2 separate regions of the Salmo salar genome follow, and region 2 is linked to region 1. Evidence: chromatin contacts called from public Hi-C data. All regions are on one chromosome and are shown on one strand. Each heading gives the region's core, a stretch centred on a gene start, on an enhancer-like site or on the middle of the called end of the contact. The rest is flanking DNA. Distances are from core to core; before and after follow the strand shown. Region 1 has its middle 32 kb from the start of LOC106584423. Region 2 holds the start of ssbp4 (single stranded DNA binding protein 4).

What was found. A called contact is a pair of places that touch in the nucleus more often than the background predicts.
Region 2: a Hi-C map of blood shows a contact between it and region 1, with 16 times the contacts expected there. The contact joins the promoter of ssbp4 here to the enhancer-like site in region 1. A contact is called at or near these places in 3 of 3 Hi-C or Micro-C datasets (blood, gill and muscle).

What each region holds. Positions count from the first base shown.
Region 1 is chrssa23:32,151,109-32,154,561 of Ssal_v3.1, forward strand. No RefSeq gene overlaps it. Among protein-coding and RNA genes, the nearest start is that of LOC106584423, 32 kb to the left of the region's middle. Within about 2 kb of position 2,158, at least 4 of the 13 cell types and tissues checked have an H3K27ac peak or open chromatin away from gene starts, as enhancers often do.
Region 2 is chrssa23:32,196,104-32,199,764 of Ssal_v3.1, forward strand. It overlaps ssbp4 (single stranded DNA binding protein 4), which reads left to right and starts at 2,394. Exons shown (of 18, transcript XM_014169744.2): 1 at 2,394-2,624. The coding sequence starts at 2,569.

The sequences.
Region 1 (3,453 bases), core at 908-3,407:
TGGGTTTAAGGGTCTCTTTTTCAAGCTTAAAAGGATAAACATTCAGCGTTTGCCATGCTGTCAATGCAGCATGACTTCTGCCACGCTCAAAACAACCGGAAACAACTGGAAACACGGAACTGAGAAATCTCACTTCAGTGAGTTCAAGACAACTGGGAAAATAAGTTTTGAATGGTCATCCAACTCATAATTGCATGTCGGGAAATCAGGCCTCTTTCTAGAGCTCCAACCTGAAGATCATTGACGTCATCATGATTTGACCGAGTTCCCAATTGTCTTGAAAGCACCATAAATCCAGAGAATGCCAGACTTTGATGACAAAGTTTGATGACATTAGCCCATGAAGGACGCGCTGCGCCATCTTCCTGTTCAAGTGAGCACAGCACAACAAAGTGAATTCAAAAATGTCTTGTAGGCTGCTGCATAAATTATGTAATATGCCAGGGAGATATGTATACTGTAGCTAAGAAAGTAATACTAAGTGTATGTTGTATAGTAAGCTGTTAGTAGTCCATGTGTCTCACCCTAATAATTTGGTCCCTTTTCCCCTCATAATTTAGTCATCATCGAATACTGTAAGAGCTTTCATTGTCTGCTTATATGCCTCCATATAAGAGCAAAACGTGTGACAAAACTAAAACAATCTCTCATCAGGTCAAAACAGGCCACAAGCACTGGGTGACCCACTCTTCTGATATCTGTGTGAAATTTGAGATGTACATAAGGTGTATTATGTTGTTTCTACTGGTATCCTGTGAAGACAGGCAAGGACAGACTTTGAAAGATTCTATCTGATCCTCAATTGTCGTTCGACCTACAATCTAATTACAATGTAACACAAAACTCCTGTGTTAGGGAGAGGAAGCTTCACCTTTCTGTACTTCTTCATGTAGTTAAAACACTATGGTCAAGAAAACAAAATCCCTGGACAGACAACCTATTCAAAAGTGCCAAACTGGAATTAATAAACTTTTATTGTAGATGTGCCACAGTAAGATATTTAATTTGTAAGACAATGTCAGGGATTTAAATAAATGTGAGATTATGATAAATGGTGAGTGTATGGGGCATCTGAACAGAAAATACAGTCTTGTTTTGGGACTGAAGTTCTGGGTGCTATAGGTAATAATAAGGGCTAGGATTTTTTTCCTGGTCAGTTCACAGGAAAATCTCCTGACCCTAGTAACAGCTCCTGACAGATCTCTCATGGGTAAACACTTAAGGGGACTGTTTTCCATAATTCAATGTGGGCTATAATCAATACCCACTACTAGCTGAGTGAGGAACCATTTTCAAGGAGAGTGATACCTTGAAATTGCTATGTAACTATTCAAATCTGTGATAGTTTGGTGGACACATTGTCAGTTGCAATTAAAATATGCTAAGACATTGTATCAATTTCAAATGTGGCCATTCACAGGTGCAAAACATGCCTGTGAACTGTAGCCTAATCCAGGTCTGGCAACTCTGTCATCGTGCATGGGTGTTATTACTATATAATGTTCTGTCACTGCAAAGATGAGTATTGCCTGATGACAGACTATTCAGTATTTGTAGTTAAATTGACAGGGAAAGTTAGAAACACCTCACACACACACACACATACATACACGAGCAAGCAAGCAAAAAAGTTATGACAAGATAGTTTGGTAACAACAAATTCTGTTTAATTTTTAACCCGTATTTGCGCTCTTCTTCCTGGGCTAAACATCTGTATTTAAAACGATAATAATATTCGTTTTTAACTGTTACATGTATTCATATGTATGGATAGACAGACTACATTGTACGGATGCTATTCGGACTATTAAACTCCAAACTGCCCGACACGCCACTCTACAAACTCCGTGCACAGGCATGAGTTGCCGGTTTCAAGCTACCCTCTCTGTGAATTGATTCTACTATGAGCCTACTCGAATCTGCGCTTTTTCGAGCGGGGTGTGTATTACTAATCTAAAGTCTATCTCTTCGTTTATGATAAATAAATAATATTTGGAGAATAAAATACTTAATAATAATGTTATAAACCTTATTTCGTTTTACTGACTGCCAAAATAATAGTGTTTTAAATGGTTATCTCTCGGTTTTCTTATTTCTCACAGTTTCTGTCCCCCGCTTTGAAAAATGGAACATTCCACAATTTATTCCAGGGAAAGACTGACAGTTTTTTGGGTCATGAAGCAGCTGTTCAAGTCAGTGTCCATTCCTCCCTCCGCTGGAATAAGAAATTAGTCAATTTTAAAGTAAATAACTAAAGCCTTTAGCTGATAAAGGGGAAATATAGAATAGTGTGCCGCCCAAACATTAAACCCCATAAATATGATTGTTTTCCTATATACCATTAAATTATTGAACACAAAAGAGCTATCCTGTACTATAATCGGAAGAATAACCTATTGAACATAATCACCTATACCTTCTGTTTACACACTGATACTATCATTGTTGTAACAATATATCATATCATACCATAATGCATTGAATAATTAACTAAATATGATATTAAAGGACACATATTCTGTACCAATAATTGTGGTCTATGGAGTAGAGATATTTGTGATTATTGTGAGCGCTTGATAATAGGAATTTGTTCATTTCACTGATTCCTCATGGTTCATGCAATAATCACAGCCCTAAGCTGGAAGCGTGACAATAATTTGATTGATGGGGGCAACATATAAAGAGGGGTGGTCTTTGTATGATGTCACTAATTCATGCATATTTCTTTATCGGTCTTTGTTGCTTTTTACAATCATATTACAGAGAATTAATAAATTAGCCTAATGATATACTGTACACTGCAATCAAGTCACTAATCATTTTGACTTTACACAGTGAGTGCTATGTAAATGGCCATGTCTGCCCCATGATGCTCAGATGAATTCACTATGTATCGGCCTACCACCCCCATTCTTTTTTGACAATGTATTTTCAATACTGTCATAACGTTATCTAACTTTTTTCACTTCTCATTGATAATTGCTGTTTCTCTTAACGTTTGCGAGACCGTGGATTGAAACAGTAATATAGGAACATTTAATCCTACAACAACAGCATGTTCTGTCTGGTATCTCAACATGTGTTTGGTCTTTCAATGGACTGTTATAACTTAGTAACTGGCAAGTCTCAGATCCTTTTCATAATGGAGACGCAACCATTACTAAGAAATGGATTCAAGTTCATGGTCATGGCATTGCGCAATGTTTTCTTTGAATTGATCAATGTCTTGTTATGAACTACTATCACTCCAGAAGTCAAAGTTGAGCATTTCCTATCTTAATGTCTGAAATGAACAACAATACACCTGAAACCATTGATCTCTTTAAACAACAACACCAGTTGAACATAGGGCACCAACAGAGAGACAAAGTGTTTTTATCAAAGTTCAGCCTCTTTGGTTGTGGAAGTGATTAAACAGTAAACATACATTTTATCCTTAGAGGTTTATGAGGA
Region 2 (3,661 bases), core at 1,144-3,643, 45 kb after region 1:
GGATTCAGACACGGCTAGGACATCAGGGTTGGCGGAGTGTGCTAAAGCAGTGAATAAAGCAAACTTATGGAGGAGGCTTCTGATGTTAACATGCATGAACCCAAGGCTTTTACTGTCGCAGAGGTCAACAAATGATAATGCCTGGGGACACACAGGGCCTGGGTTAACCTCTACATCACCAGAGGAACAGAGGAGGAGTAGGATGAGGGTACGGCTAAAGGCTATAAGAACTGGTCGTCTAGTGCTTTGGGGACAGAGAATAAAAGGAGCAGATTTCTGGGCGTGGTAGAATAGATTCAGGGCATAATGTGCAGACAGGGGTATGGTAGGGTGCGAGTACAGTGGGGGTAAACCTAGGCATTGAGTGACGATGAGAGAGGTTGCATCTCTGGAGGCGCCAGTTAAGCTAGGTGCAGTCTCCGCATGTGTGGGAGGAGGTACAAGAGGGCTATCTGAGGCATGTTCAGCAGGATGAGGGGCTCCACAGTAAAATAAAACAATGAGAGCTGCCCTAAACAACACTATACAAGGCATATTGTCATTAGAGAGTGGCATAAAGCAATCACAGGTGTTGATTGGGAGAGCTAAGACAACGGGTGAGACAACAGCGGGTAAACAGCTAAGAAAACAACAACGGGTTAATGGCGATGAATGGGCAGAGAGGGTCAGTTAGCTACACACAGGGCCTGAGTTTGAGGCTGGCCCCAAAAGAGGCCCAAACACACACACACACACACACACACACACACACACACACACACACACACACACACACACACACACACACACACACACACACACACACACACACACACACACACACACACACACACACTTCCTAAGGCAGGTGCTGAGAAATAGGCTCCCTGTGGCTCAGTTGGTAGAGCATGGTGTGTGCAACGCCAGCATGGTGTGTGCAACGCCAGGGTTGTGGGTTCGATTCCCATGGGGGGCCAATACAAAAAACAAATGTATGAAAATGTATGCATTCACAACTGTAAGTTGCTCTGGATAAGAGTGTCTGCTAAATGACTAAAATGAAGGCATCCGTTTGCTCTGCATTAAATTATTCAACCTGTGATTAATTATCATTTGGCCCCCCCACAATGGGAGGAGCTGGGGGAATTCCTCTGCTGGACAGCAATTTATAGATTTTTTCTTCCAACTGTAGAATATCTGAAATGGTTGCTACACTACACATATCCATTGTGTTTCTATTGACATTGTATAACAAAGACGTTTGCTACAGAGGAAGGTTGCTCGGTGCAGTGTGGTGGTCTATGAGGGTTATTTTTAACCATATCAAAACAATAAATAATTGAACCTGAGTAGCTCCACCCCCAGCCACTTAGGATCTTAACGATAGAGGCAGAACGTAGCAATTCAAATCGATCATTAGGTGACATTGAAAATAAGTTGAGGCAACAACTGACAATAAGAAGGGGGGGCAGTTGACTTTTTAGGTCTCTCAGTTGAGGTTACTCGACAGGCAAAGGCTACAACTCTCCAGACTAGCTGCCTGCTTTACATTCACTCCCCTTTAAACTCCTCTCATCATCAACCTCAGCTCTTTGATACAGGTCATGGCACCAATGTAACCGACTGGTTTAAACCCTGGCTGTTGATGCTCACCCCTCCAACTAGCTTTTGGTCTGAAGACTACAATGTTTTTTATGTCCCAGACAAGGTTCCTCATCATGTGATTCTATGAATCACTAAAGAATTGGTACAACACTAAGCAAGAGATGACAACAACTCCTACAACACTAAGCACACACTAAATATCTACTTTGGCTCACCAACAGGCAAAATGATGTCCTCATTCAAAAATAATAATACATAATTGACTCAGTTGCGAAGCACAACACTGTAACTGCTACATTTTGGGGAGACTGCGACTCATTATTTTGATACGTTTTCACGCAGGCAGTAGCCTTTCACACAATGGTCAGTTTGGCTATTTGTGTAATTCAATTAGCTACCATGAAATGTATTTGTCCAACCCCTCAGCTACCTAGGACTGCCCAGTAAATTAAGTCAATTTTGGTGTGCGGATAAAACGGGCTTGAGCCTTTGGTCAATCCAGTAGTCCTTTTTGAATTTATGATTTGAGAAATGTAAACCATCAGTTAGTGATAGGGCAAAAACCAAAACGTGCCCCCTTTGGGATCCCAGGGGGCGAGTTTGGGAAATGCTGGCCTAAATGGAGGACTTCAGTTTTTCCTATCTCAATTGCTTACATGTTTCTGAGGTCAGTAAACAAGAAGCGTGTGCGTTCCCCTTTAAGAAGCCCCCACCATTCCCTAGCGGAGGGAGTGTGAATGCATTCTCGAACAGCGGTTGAGGGGGAAAAAAATCCACCACCGGTCTGTTTCAAGTTCCCCCAATAGAAACTGTGCCTGATTTGTGGCCAATGTTGGAGATGTGAAAAAAAGGAGGAGGAGGAGGAGGGGGGAGGAGGAGGATAAGGAAAAACACTAAAGGGGTAGCTATGGAGATAGAACGTTTGGCTGGCTGCTTTCTTTGACAGGTGTTGAGTGGGGTAAAAGTCTTAAAACAGAATCCAGCATGTACGCTAAAGGTAAAGGAGCTGTCGTCCCTTCCGATAGCCAAGCGAGAGAAAAGTAAGTGAATTATGCACTATTTAAGAGTTTCACCTGGTTAAAAGGAATCTCCAACTTTCTAAACTATAGCTACCATAATGTATAGGTCTGTACATTACTCACTCGCTCTCCTGAGTGTTGTTTGCTCCCGCGGTGGTACGTCTCTAACTTTTTTTTCTTCTTCTACTTTCTCGTTCTTTTAGAGGATATTTATTAAAACATGATCGCAACATTATCGCAATCAACCGAATAGTTGTTCATTTGGGGTTATAAATGTATCGCTGTCTAGAATGTAAATATCAAATATAGCGCCCATGCAGCGATTGCAAGAAATAACGTAATTGCTACTTCGAACAACGATTTTGTGCATGACATTCTATTTTAGAAGATATGGAATCTAAGTATGTTGTTTTTCTGTAAGCAGTTGCATGCAGCATGGACGCAGACTCACATATTGTTTGAATGTGCAAAGTTTTGAGAGACGAGTTTCTAGGGATTTTTAAAACGCAATCGACCCATACAGTAGGTTTACTAGATATCTTCTCTAGACGTCTTATTATAGATTTCTTCTTACTCCATTCGTGTTAATGAAGAATTTGTGCTGGACATCCCACCTGAGCAAATGAACAGAAGTTCTGACTTGACTGTTAAATAAACTTTAGTTACACCTACGTAAACTTGTAAGCGTGGTATATGTAAGCAATGCAGCCTAACACCAATGTTAAGAGGAGTGTTACTGTAAAATGTTTGAAAAGCCTTGGACTAACACTTACGAACAAAATAACCTCAATCCTTTTGAACTAATTTGTCCAAATATCAAAGTGTCTAATTTGTGAGGCTTTGAATATTAATAATGGCTATATCATAGTACAAGCTAAGCCTTTATCCTCTTTGGGGGAAGGCAAAGAAACTGCCATAACTTTTAAAGTGTCAAATTAACGATTTTGATTATAAGTGGAGGCACAGATTTTAACCAGTGCTTTGCATAAAGGCAACATCTTATGTACTTTGTTGCTTTCTATGCGACACAAGCTATTGTGTTGTGATCCTGATATGGT